Regions from separate parts of the Sus scrofa genome. Here region 1 is linked to region 2. Evidence: chromatin contacts called from public HiChIP or PLAC-seq data. All regions are on one chromosome and are shown on one strand. The core of a region is the stretch at or near the end of the contact, and the rest is flanking DNA. Distances in the headings are between cores, read along the strand shown.

Region 1 (6,382 bases), core at 1,158-3,657, 180 kb before region 2:
CACTCTCTCGCCTGCTCTCTTGTCCTGGGATCACCTGCCCAGCAATTCATCTTTTCTCTTTAAAAAAGCCTTGGTCCGTGTTACTTTCCTTAATGGTGACGGTCAAAAAGTTTGAGGTCACGTCGGTGACCACCACCTTCTCCAGGTTGGTCAGAGAGGGGCTCCAGGATTCTTCCTCTGGGTCCCCCAGGATTCTGGCCACTGGAATCCTGGCGATGAGAGAGGGCCTTCCCCCTTGGGCCCCCATGTCCCGATACAAGCCCCCTACAGAGCCAGTGGTGCCTGAGCCATGCCGGACCCGGGGGCCACCAGGGTCCAGGGTGCCCTGGCCTTTGGCCTCCAGGAAGGTGGCCCTGTGCTTTATGACCCTGGCTGGAAAGGTGTCCACAGCAAGCTTGCCTGTGGCCTCAGCTGGGCTGGGGCTGGCCACACCACACTGGGCCAGGTCCGAGTCCTGCCTTCGAGCCAGCTGGATCACGCTGTGGCCAGCTGGGAACTTTCCTGCCCCGGAAGCAGCATCGTCCAGCTTCCTGCCCTTGAGGTAATCTCCGAGGCCATCACTGGGTTCTCCCAAGGGCCTCTGCGAAGGGTCCAGGAGTTCCTTCCGGGGCTTGGGACCTCGTTTCTTGGAGCTGTCACCTGGTGAGCTGGGTTTGTCGTCTGCACGGCTGGTGCCCCGATCACGATCGCGCTCACGCTCTCGTTCTCTCTCCCTCTCACGCTCACGGTCCCGCTCACGGTCCCGAGGGGGCTCCACTCGACAGGTGCTGCTGGTGCTGCTGCTGCTCCCTGGCGGGGAAAGACCCATGTTCCGAAGGCCCTCACGGGCCCGGGAAGTAGAGGCCAGTTCCTGAGGCGAGCGGCCGGGGTAGGGGATCCGAATGCCTCTGGCTGAGTCACTTCGGAACTCATAAGTTTTGGCCTTTGCCTTGGCCTGGGCCTGTGATAAGAGAAGGCAGTGTCAAGAGTAGCGTAGGGTTGGTCATGTCCACTGCCCCCTCCTCCCCCACCCCTCTTCCAGTCTCAGCCTCCCTGCGTCACTCTCTGATGCCTTAAAATTTCTGTCTGGCTGGGGGTGAAGCTTAGGAATAGCACTATGGACAAAGGGGTAGAGAATTTCTCTGGAAGCAGCCATGTGCACCAAGCACCCTTCTTGTATATGACTATAAGCCTATTTAGAATGGTTGGGGGGAGGGGGTCCCATAAGGAAATTCTAGTGTGGCTAAGCAACTCCTGCCAAGACACCCCTTAGGGGTGCTACTGACCTGATGACAGCTTGTCTGGGGACTTCCTCCTAGATTACAAATACGGTACACATAGGACACCCCATTGGCTCACAAGCTCCCAGGACCCCCTTCCCACAAACTGACACAACAACATTGCTGCCCACCCATTGGACACTGCCATCCTACCTTGAGCAGGAAGGTTTTGGGTTTGGGTCCTCGCTTTTTGGGGCCGTAGAGCTCCATCTCTCGTTCCCTGCAGAAAGAAAGGAGGGAGAAAGGGGTGTGTGAGTAAAGAAGTCAACTGGGCCTCCAGTTCAGGCCAGATGGGAACCACCCTTCGTGTTCCTAAGTGAAGAGCTGAAGCTGGGAAGGGCCTGTACCTTTCCTCAAAGGCGGCAAGCAGGCGAGCGTCCAGGATGTTTTCTTCAGGTTCCCATGTGCTGTACCTAAAGGGAATCAGGAAGAAGTGGGCGTCAGTCCCAGGAGCAGGGAAAGAGCAAGTGGAGGGTGTGTATGCATGTCTAACTTTTCTTGTTGCATTGTATTGTATTTCAATGTAAAGGGGAAAAGAGGAAGAAAGAAAGCTTCCGAATAACAGTCTGGGGTTCAGAACTGCACAGAACCTACTTACTTCTGCGACCAGCCCTTCCATTTCACAAGGTATTCCATGCGTCCCTGCGGATGCAAAAAGGAAAATGTGTGTGTGCACGGAGAAAAATGCATGACGAGAACATAGAAATACATGCAAAAAATGCATGCACCGAATGAATGCGCGAAATCCCAACGCGAAAGGCACGCGCTCGGTGCATCACCCCCTGCACGAAACGCTGCACAAAGTGCATGCACCGGTATTCATTCCCCCCACCCCGCCCCCCACCCATGCAATCTGTGCATCGCTGCAAGTCTAAGGAAAGCGCTTGAGCTCAGAGCCGCCGCCACGGCCGCGGCCGCTGCTGGGACCTGGGGGAAGGGAAGCTGGGCTGCAGCAGGAGGAGGGAACCCGGACCGGGAGGGGAGGGCTCGGCCCAAGGCCTTGGGGCACCTACTTTCCGTATGCGCCTCTTCAGGAGGGCTTCGGCCGCGAACACCCGCTCCCCCACCGCTGAAAGCTCCATGTTGACTCGCCGCTTCCCCCTTGGCCGCTTCCAGGAGCAGAAAAGCAGCAGCCAGCGCACGACAGACCATAATACTCTCCCGCTGACGTCAGTTCTCCTCCCCCTCCCGCGCGCTCGCTCCCTCCCCGCCCCCTCCCGCGCTCCGCTCCCTCCTCCCCGCCGGCCCCGCGCTTCCTCCCGCCCCACGTGTTGCTAACGACGTTGCTAAAGCCGAGCGGCCAGGGCCAGCTCTCCCGCGCTCTGATTGGGCGAGCCCCGGGCCACGCCTCTCTCGCTTTCTCCCCCGCGTTGCTACGTGACCCGCGTTCCAATCGCCAGGGGGCGGAGTCCAAGGCGACTCCTGAGACTGAGCGCGAGGAGGTGGGGGCCGCCGCCGGAAGTGACGTTGCGGGGAGGGCGGGCTCGGCCGCTGTCAGTCTGCTGGGCTGGCAGGGGGGCCGTCCACCCTCTGTCCCCGCCGTGGCCCCCTCCCCTGCCGCCAGGATGTCTCTCCGGTGCTCTGCGTCCCCCACGCTCTCGCTGGGACCCCCGCGGCCGTGTCGGCCAAGCCCCACCCCCTCGGCGACCCCGGCCCGCCCCACCCCCACCTCTAGGACTCGCGCGGTCCTCCTCCCTCTGCGGCCGCCAGGGCTGCACAATGCACAATGCACAGGTGCTGGGGCGCCGCGGGCCGCGCCCGAACCCCGAGAGCCAACAACGAGCTCCTCGCCAGCTCTCCCTCCTAGCCCCCTCCCCTGGAGTTGCACACCCGACCCTCGGTCTCCATGGCAACGGCCTCCCCTGCCGCCGCCAGCCCCATCCCGCTAACAAATCAATGTGCCTGTGTCTCCTCCTGTCGCGCAACCCTGCCCTCGGCCACCCTCCGGGCCCTGCAAGCTGGGCAGGGCTTGGGCGTTCGCCCCCAGCTCGGAAGCCGAACGCAGACCCAGTGGGGGCCCGCTGTCGCCGCCTGAGCCTTTCGCGCTCCGGGATTCCGTGGGGGACAGCGCGCTTCTTCTTCCTGCCACCACCATCCCCCGACAAGTCCGCGACGCCTGCAGCCACCTGCCCCTGCCGCCAGCACGCGCAGCTCGTCCCCGCCAGGCCCCGGCCCCAAGTGTCTCCAGCCCCAGCCCAGCCGCCTCCTGCCCAAGAGAGCCCTGGGTGTGTTGGGGGAGGGCGTGGACCACCACCAAGGCAGGGTCTGGAGCTTGGCTGGGGTTGAGGGGCGCGGCTGGGGGAGCGTCCCGCTTCCTCCAGACCCAGGCAACTGGCTGGGCCTGCACCGCGCACTTCCTGTTCATGGCTCTTCCCGACGTGCGTGGCAGACACTCCCGGAGAATACCCGGGGAGCGATGCCGTGTCCAGTACGGGTTGAGGAAGAGAAGTAAAGATGGTAGGGCCCAGGAAAGGGGATGAGGACCCGGCTCCGGATGCCTCGCGTGTGCACACATGCAAACACACGCTCCTGCTCAGTTGGCGGTGACCCATGGCTGGGGTGGCGACGGGGACAGCGCCCAAGTCCGGGCCCAGCAATCCTCTACCCTTTCTCTTACCGCCAAAGCTGAAAGTAACAGCACCCACTCCTCAGAACCCACGACTTAGTTAAAATATCGGTGATAAACTTGGCTGGAAGCAGTTTCCCTTGGAGAGGGATGTGATGGGAGAAAAAAAGAAAGAGAGAGAGAACAGAAAAGGCGAGCCAAGGAGTCTGACTCGAAAGGGCAGGGAGCCCAGAGCGGAAAACTGGCCTCCTGTCCAACGTTAGGTGCGCGGCGGGCGCGGCGCGGTCCTGGACGCGTGGGACAGGCGCGGCTCTCAGCCGGCCCTCCCTCCCGCTCCCCGCCCCTGGAAAGGCAGGGTTCCAGTTTGGGGCCTTGCTCAAACTTTACAAAGTGGGTAGTGGGTGACCAGTCTCATCTCTCTGGCCTTCAGTCTTAACGAACTGCAAGTTGGCGACGCCCAGATCGGCCCCGCGACCCGCGTGGGCTGCCTACGAGAGGCCGCCGACGGCCGCGTCCTTAATCATAAAAAGTCATTCCCGGTAACAAATAGTTTCGTTGGCCGGTGCCAGCGATACAGCTGTTTCTGTTTAAGCTTAAATACTTTCCAACAGTTTGGGCAGTAAAAATAAAGTCGGCCTCAGCCGCCTATAAGTGTCTGGTTTCCCCGCCCAGAGAAAGCCCACCCTCTGCCCCGGCCGGGTCGCTCTGCACGCCCCGCCCTCACCCTCTTGGAATCCGCCGCTCGCTGCGGGCAACGGCTGCCCGGTTGTCCCAGCCAAGCACTGGCCGCCCGAATTCTCTGGGCAGCCCCAGGGCCACCGTGGAGCTGGAGGAACAGAGCCTGCCCCCAGACGGCCAGAGGAATGGACCAGCCTCCCCACCCCTAACCGACCCCCTTGCACCCCCTACCCCTCGCAAGCTGGCCAGCGGCCGCAAAGGGTGGTGGTTTCCCTTCAGATAGGATTTCTGGAGCCCTGTTCCCGGGAGTTGTGTTTGCATTGGGTGCCTTTACAGACCCGGAGTTTGCACGAGGCGTGCAGAGGTCGATGGTTTCAGTTTCATGCTGAAAAAGTTCGCTCGGCTCCTCCCTGCCGGTGTTTCTCTTCTTTCCTTCTTTTTTTCCTTCCTTTCTTCTCCCTCTCTTCCTTCCTTCCTCCCTCCCTCCTTCCTTCTTTCACTCTCTTTCTTTTTTCCTTCTTTGCCTAAATGCCTTGAAGTGGGAAATGAAAGCCCTGGCACTGCCATGCATGGTCCCCTCCTCCAGAGGGGTATTTAGCAAAAAAATTTTTTTTGCTTCCCTGCCACATTTTTCTGCCTGTTTTTATGCCTGATGATGAAAACACTTGTTCTGAACAAAATTATCGCTTGCGAGGTGTCTGAGTTTGCAAACGTCGGGGATTCCTGCAGTGCCCACAGCAAGGGTGGAACTTGAACCAGAAGGAAATGAGAGGCATAGAATAACCTGAAAACAATCAGACCAAGCTCCCCCCTTCTGCCCGCAGCAGACAAACTCAGTCCTGTGGGTGGAGGAAGCAATCCCTGAGTTGGGGGTGGGGGTGTGTGTCTCATTCCTGCCTGGCCACCCGCTGCCAGGAGTTCTCCAAAGAGCAGGGTCACAGAGAGTGTGAACACCGGTCATTGGGTGATCTCAACTCAACAGTTTGGAGGCTAAGTGAGAGGTGGCAGTCTGAGAAATGGGTTTGTTTTCCCACCACCAAACCCAGAGCTGGGGCCTCCGTGGTAGGCACAAGAGGATGCCTATAGGTGCTGGGAGAGGGCGCTAGCGTGGGGAGTGGTAGAGACATCATTCCTGCTGAGTTCGGACCTGTTCTTTCAAAGTGATCAGCCGGTGGCACTGTCTTAGAAACCAAGGAAAAGAGGAACTCGGCTCCCCATCTTTCTGATTGAACCTCCCCAGCTCAAGTTCTTGCCACCTCCCTTCTTTCCTCCATACAACCGCTTTTCCTCTTCAAAGTTAGGTAATTGCTTTTCCCACGGATACCCCTGGGTGTAAACAAAACAAAGTTTCAAAGAACAAGAACCTTCTGCTCTTAATTCACCGCCTGGCGGTTGTCGGCTGCGGCTGGCAGGTTCGAGTGCGCTGCCACTGCAGTAAATAAGGTAACTGCTTCCTATTACTTTAGCCCCATATGGCTGCAATTTGAGTGTCTTTGGAGACAGTGCGTGTGTCGGGGTTGGGGGGGGAGAGTGAAAGTGGAAATCAAATGCTCTCAGATCGCATTTTTATGAAGGAAATTGTCGGCGATTCTCTTAGCAGTCTTCCCACCACCCCCTAGTTCCCGGGATGAACTGCCCTATTTCTTTGTTTATGGAAATTTAGACGCCCACCCACTTCGGGACACCTGCTTCCCAAACCCCGGAGTCTCCTGCCTGATTCTGCACTCGTCTTGGGGAACTGGGCACCCACCTGCCACTTCTATTCCCAACAAGGGGCCTCCAACCTACTCCTGATGCCTAGAAGCCAGCTCCAGACCCCCACCCAGTATTGGGAAGGTGCCCGGACCCTGTGCTCCATGCGCCCGTTTCCTTCACCTTA
Region 2 (5,932 bases), core at 2,224-4,723:
GGGCAGGGACCGAACCTGCAACCTCATGGTTCCTAGTCGGATTCGTTAACCACTGCGGCACGATGGGAACTCCCTTGGTGTTTTTTTACTGTAATTTTTTATTTTATATCGGAGTATAGTTGCTTTATAATGTTAGTTTTAGGTGTACAGCAATGTGACTCGGTTCTACACAAACACATATGCATCCTTCTTCAGACTCTTTTCCCATCTAGGTTATTATGGAACACTGAGTAGAGGTCCCTGTGCTGGACAGTAGGTCCCTGTTGACTAACTATTTTATAGATCATGGTGTGTATATGTTAATCCCAAACTCCTCATTTATTCCTCCAAACTTAGCCTTAAGAGGCTCCGTTTCTCTCCTCTCCCAGGATGGCTATATCAGTTCAAAGGATAAAGGACATGTTTCAGATCAGATATCATCATACAGCTCATCAAAGCAGATTTATTAGCGATGCCAGGCCAGGTGCCCAAAGGGCATATGAGTGGTCAGTAAATAACATCAAAACCACCAGCACTGAAGCGAATGCGCAAGGATTTCCTATATCATTTCCCCAATTTTGGGGGGAGGGGGAGTATAAACCTGTGCCTTCTTGTCTGTACATTAGCCTCATCCATATTCATCAACCTAATACAAATACAGCAGTACGACACAATGTATACCAATAAAACCAACCTCCACTGCTCCAAATCCTTCATATTTCAAGCCCTCCTCCCCAACTGTACCACTGTATGAAACTAACTGGCTAAACTTACAGGAGGAGATTCAGGCCTATGAAAAAATTGGGGACCCTCAGCCAGATGTGGGGTGACAAGTTAAAAATCTCTACTCCAGATTTGTGTTGCCAGGCAAGCTGATCACCCTGGTCCCTGGATAGCCCACAGGGATCCAGCAGAGTTACAGAGATAAGAGTGTGAATATACCACAGTGGAGAATACCATTTCGGCTTATGATCAGCTTTGCACCTGATGGACCATGCATACAAGGAACCCAAAGATGAAACCAAATGTTTTTACCAAACTAGTTAAATAGGAAAAAAATGCAAATGATGGTCATTAATAATAATTTAAAATGTAGAGTAACAAGCCCTTCGAATGTGCCAGGTACTAGGTGCTTAGCTAATCTCTTCAATAGACCTTTGTACTAGGTGTATTACCCCTACTTTACAGATGGAGAAACCAAAGCACAGAGGCATTAAGTCAGTACTATGGACCAAGGCTGGTATTTGAACCCAGCAATGTATCTTTGGAGGCCATGTTTTTTTTTGTTTTGCATTTTTTTAGGGCTGCACCTGTGGCATATGGAAGTTCCCAGGCTAGGGACTGAATCAAAGCAGCAGCTGCCGGCCTACACCACAGCCACAGCATGGAGGCTCTGTTTTAACCAGTGCCCTGAGCTTCCCAAAACCTGAGGCAGAGACCAGCACCCAATGGCTATTTTCTCAGACGCCTTAACACTGAGGGCTGGGGGCTCTTTAGACTAAACGGAACTGATATTAACAGTTAGTGGGGACATGGATTAGATTCCAGTCTCTGGCATGTTTATGAATCGCTTGGCAGAGTGAACCATGTTATTTTGTCTGCAAAAAGGGGGGCAGGAAGAGTGTGTGCATACGAATGACAGGGTCCCATTACAAGAGGGTCGGCAGTGTGGTCCAGTGGTTTTCTGGAGCTGGAGCATCCAGGGCTCAGGGCTTCTAGTTCTGTCACTCCCAGCTGCATGAACTTGGGGAATTTACTTCTCTAAGTGTCAGTGCTTCCATCTACAAAATGGGGATCCCTCAGTCCTAACTGTATGAGTTTGTTTAGTGGGCTAAGTGAATTCATGCATGATAATCAAAAGCTATTTACATGACAACCATCATGGCTGAGGATTAAAAAATTCCACTGATATTCTGAGACTGCTCACCATAAACACTCTACCGGCTAAGCTCACTAGCAGAGAAGGTGCCTTCCAGTACTATGGATGGCCATCAATGAGCTTCACAGTTAATACGAAAAGGCATTCCTCACCTTAATAATTCTTTTTTGCAAATGTTTTCCTGGTTCTTAAAAGTGTTTAATGTTCTCTAATCTTTTTTTTTTTTTTTTTTTTTTGCTTTTTAGGGCTGCACTGGCTTTTGGCACATGGAGGTTCCCAGACTAGGGGTTGAATCAGAGCTACAGCTGCCGGCCTACACCACAGCCACAGCAATGCAGGATCTGAGCTGCATCTGCAACCTACACATGTTCTCTAAGCATTTAAACATTAATGTTTCTAATGAGGAATTTCTAAAACCAGTACACAGATTTTTTTTTTTTTTTTTTTTTTTGAGTTCTCTAATCAATCTGTGACAGACTTGGAATGGAATTCTCCAACCTGGGCCTTTGCACCTGCCCTCTGACAAATGCTCCATCACATGACTGTTTTGAGAACCATTTCCCTCTTCTTTCTGGATGCAGAAATTGGTGCCTTCAGGTGGTAAAAAAAAAAAGGTCAGTGGGACCAGTCACAGGGGCTGGCAGACCAGCCCAACTTCTCCTATGAACTTAAGGTGGCAGTAAAACAAACCTCACAGTAAGGAAAGAGAATGTATTATGTCGTTTTCTATTTCTGAATAGAATCTGAACTAGATTGTGGCCAACATATGACACCAACTTCCGAGTGTGGGAATAACAGGATTTCAAGATTCACTGGCTTCTGGCAGCGTTACTAGGTTATATTTAGCAATCTTAAATTGCCTTTTTTTTTTCTTTTTCTTTTCTTTTTTCTTTTTTTACGAAAGCAGGAGGAAGAGCCTGGGCCTAAAGGAAGTGAGTTTCCTGACATGAGACTCTTAAAACAGCCAGGCTGCCAACCCGAGGCCGGGAATGCCAAGAGCGCGCGCGCGCTGGGGGGGTGGAATGCACACTTTGGGGGGCCTGTGTTAGCAAACGGCGGCCCCCTACAAGTTCTCATTCGCGTGCTCTAACGATCCAGCCAGACAAAGACCGCAAGTTCTCGGGTCCAAGGCTCCAGACAGGCGGAGACGGAGTCTCCCAGAATTAGGCCCACTCCCGGCCCGGGGCGCCTGCACCCGCCGTGGTGGGGAACCCCAGGGAGATCCCCGAGTGATCTGAGGTGCTCTCGCCCGCCCTGCTCCTACTCCAGCCCACCTCTCCGGGCTGCGGCCGGACCTTGGCCCCTCCCGGGCCCCGCGGCAGCAGGCCCACGCGCCCCGCGCGCCCCCACCCGGTCCAGCCCAGGGGCGCCGCCTGATCCCCTGCGGGCCCCTCGGACCCCGCCCCCGCGGCCCCTGGCCGGCCCCCGATACCCACCCGGGTCCCGCAGCGGGGGCCGGATTCGCGCCGGCTCCCGGAGCCGCCGCCGCCGCCACTGCCGCCGCCGCCAGTGAGGCGCGGTTGGGCGGGGACACCCGGCGAGGCCCGGCCCCCGGCCCGCCCCCTAGCCCAGCACTGCCCAAACCCGGCCCCCAGTCCAGCTAGGCCGCCCCCCCCCGCTCTCCCACCCAACTCCCAACCCGGCCCGAGGCGAGTCCCCCGGCCCACCCTGGCCGCGGCACTGCCCTAGCCACCTTCCGTCTTCCCACACCAGGCGCCGGCCCGGCCACCCTATTCCTTTACGAGCCGAGCCTCCAGCCACGGCCTCCGGTCCCTGGTCTCTGCCGCGAACGTGAAGGCAGGACCCCTGGGACGCTCCACGTGCGCGCTCGCCTTCTCGGTCCCAGCCCCTGCGTTTGTTCTTCCCGTTTTAAGGTAGGAAGAGAACAACCCCAATCAGGAGGCCACAGGGCATCCCTCTTTCGCCAAGCATTCTTTGCAGGACCCCCAGGAAGGGGGTGTTGAGCCCCCCCAGGTCTGGAGATGGACGGGCGGGCACTAAGCAGGGTTCTCGGTCCCCAAAGATGCAGCTGGCTCCGGAGACCCTCGCGCTTTCACCTCCTCCTGTCACGCTCAGGGCACTTAGCCGTCCCAGGTCCCCTGGGGCGCAGAGGCAAGGTGGACGAACCTTGACACGGTTGTCGCTTTACAGAAATTGAGCCAGATGGAATAGAGTTCGGACTTAGAGATGGAGAAAATGCATGTTTATGCTTTAATATAGTTACGTATTTAGATGTTCTGTGTTTCTAATGCACGTAAATGGCACAAAGGCCGCCCGCCTAACACGCCCGGCGCGTGGTCCTCGCCCGCCGGATGTTGATGGCGTCGCCTAGCAACGGGAAATGGCGGAGCAGGGCGACTCGGCCGGCGGGTAGGTAGGCTGAGAAACCTCAAGTCTCGGAGCGGCTCCCACGCCTCCGCCTTCCCACAGCCCCCTAGGCGCCCCTTCCTTTTCATGCCCCTTTCCCTCCTCTTCTGCCCCTGCCATCCCCACACTCGGGGGTTTTCCCGTCCTCCCTGGCCACCTCCATATCCCTGTGCGCCCTTCTTCCTTCTCACCTCCCGTCCCTTTGTCCTCTCCCGTACCCTCCCTTTTCTGAAACCGGGAACTTGCTCGGCCCGCGGTAACCATGGCAACCACTATGCTTGGCTGTCCCTGATGCAGAGCCCTGAGAGCAGGGGTCTCTGTACTGGATGCTGCCCCTGCGGGGAGCTGCCAGAGAGAAAGAGAGGCGGAGGGAGAGAGAGGGACCCCAGCCCAGCCCCAGCCTCCCTCCCCCTCACTAAGTCTGGGGGTGGCAGGGGTTGAGCCAGGGTCCCTATGGTCAGGCAGCCCCCCATGAATGCCTTGAGGACAGACCGTAGTCTGGTAAAGATACTGCCATCAGGCCTTCGCTCTTTTAAGCTTTGTTAAAAGCATAGAAACTATTTTAAAGAACTTGACCTTTTACATTGAACACTTCTGTACTGTTTCATTTTTTTAAAGCTAGGTCTGCATGTACTGACATGGAAAAAAGTCCAGATTAGACTAAATGCAAAACAGTGTATATAGTGTGATTTCTAATTTGGGTGAGTGGGTGGGATTAAATGCATAGAAAAATATTTGAAAGAATAGTCTCTTCAATCTCTTACTATTACTACTGAGAAGGAGAGAAGTCACAGGGGGTTTTCTTTGTCCATGTCACATTTCTGTATTAACTTGACTTTTTAAAAATACAGTTTTTTGGAGTTCCCGTCCTGGCGCAGTGGTTAACGAATCTGACTAGGAACCATGAGGTTGCGGGTTCGGTCCCTGCCCTTGCTCAGTGGGTTAACGATCCGGCGTTGCCGTGAGCTGTGGTGTAGGTTGCAGACCCGGCTCGGATCCCGCGTTGCTGTGGCTCTGGCGTAGGCCGGCGGCTCGGCGGCTACAGCTCCGATTCGACCCCTAGCCTGGGAACCTCCATATGCCGCGGGAGCGGCCCAAAGAAATAGCAAAAAGACAATAAGTAATAAATAAATAAAAATACAGGTTTTTTTTCTAATTAGAAAAAACAAAACAATTTTAAGAACGTGACATTCTTGGAGTTCCCGTTGTGGCTCAGTTGTTAATGAGTCCGACTAGGAACCATGACGTTGCGGGTTCAATGCCTGGCCTCGCTCAGTGGCTTAAGGATCCGACGTTTCCTTGAGCTGTGGTGTAGGTCGCAGATGCGGCTCGGATCCCTCATTGCTGTGACTCTGGTGTAGGCCGGCGGCTACAGCTCCAATTCGACCCCTAGCCTGGGAACCTCCATATGCCAAGGGTGCAGCCCTAGAAAAGACAAAAAAAAAAAAAAAAAAAAAAAAAAAGTGACATTCTTGTACATATCTAAATCATGGGGACACTAACCAAGAGTTTCTAGAGTATGTCCTTTTTGTGCAGTTTTCTCTTATTTTGTGTTTATTTTCTCCCCTTTCGTCCCAGACACAAGCGTATTTAAGGTGACTTTTCTGGAGTAATCTCTTCGTGCTGTTCCTTTAATGTTTGACTAGTTGTATTTTTCATTCATCCCTGGAGCAGCACTTTTGTGCCACTCCTACCACACGACAGGCA

What was found. HiChIP or PLAC-seq counts read pairs in DNA pulled down with a chosen protein or histone mark.
Region 1: a contact with region 2 is called in an H3K27ac HiChIP or PLAC-seq map of skeletal muscle. The contact joins the promoter of CBX8 here to the promoter of CCDC40 in region 2. A contact is called at or near these places in 1 of 5 promoter capture datasets (liver) and 2 of 2 datasets of contacts at active chromatin or transcription factors (alveolar macrophages and skeletal muscle).

The regions. Positions count from the first base shown.
Region 1 is chr12:2,558,444-2,564,825 of Sscrofa11.1, reverse strand. CBX8 (chromobox 8) reads right to left here and starts at 2,407. Exons shown (of 5, transcript NM_001244499.1): 1 at 2,273-2,407; 2 at 1,858-1,901; 3 at 1,607-1,672; 4 at 1,413-1,479; 5 at 1-940. The coding sequence starts at 2,341. The coding sequence ends at 47.
Region 2 is chr12:2,381,607-2,387,538 of Sscrofa11.1, reverse strand. CCDC40 (coiled-coil domain-containing protein 40) reads left to right here and starts at 3,473. Exons shown (of 20, transcript XM_021066502.1): 1 at 3,473-3,732. It overlaps TBC1D16 (TBC1 domain family member 16), which reads right to left and starts at 3,378. Exons shown (of 13, transcript XM_003131144.4): 1 at 3,295-3,378.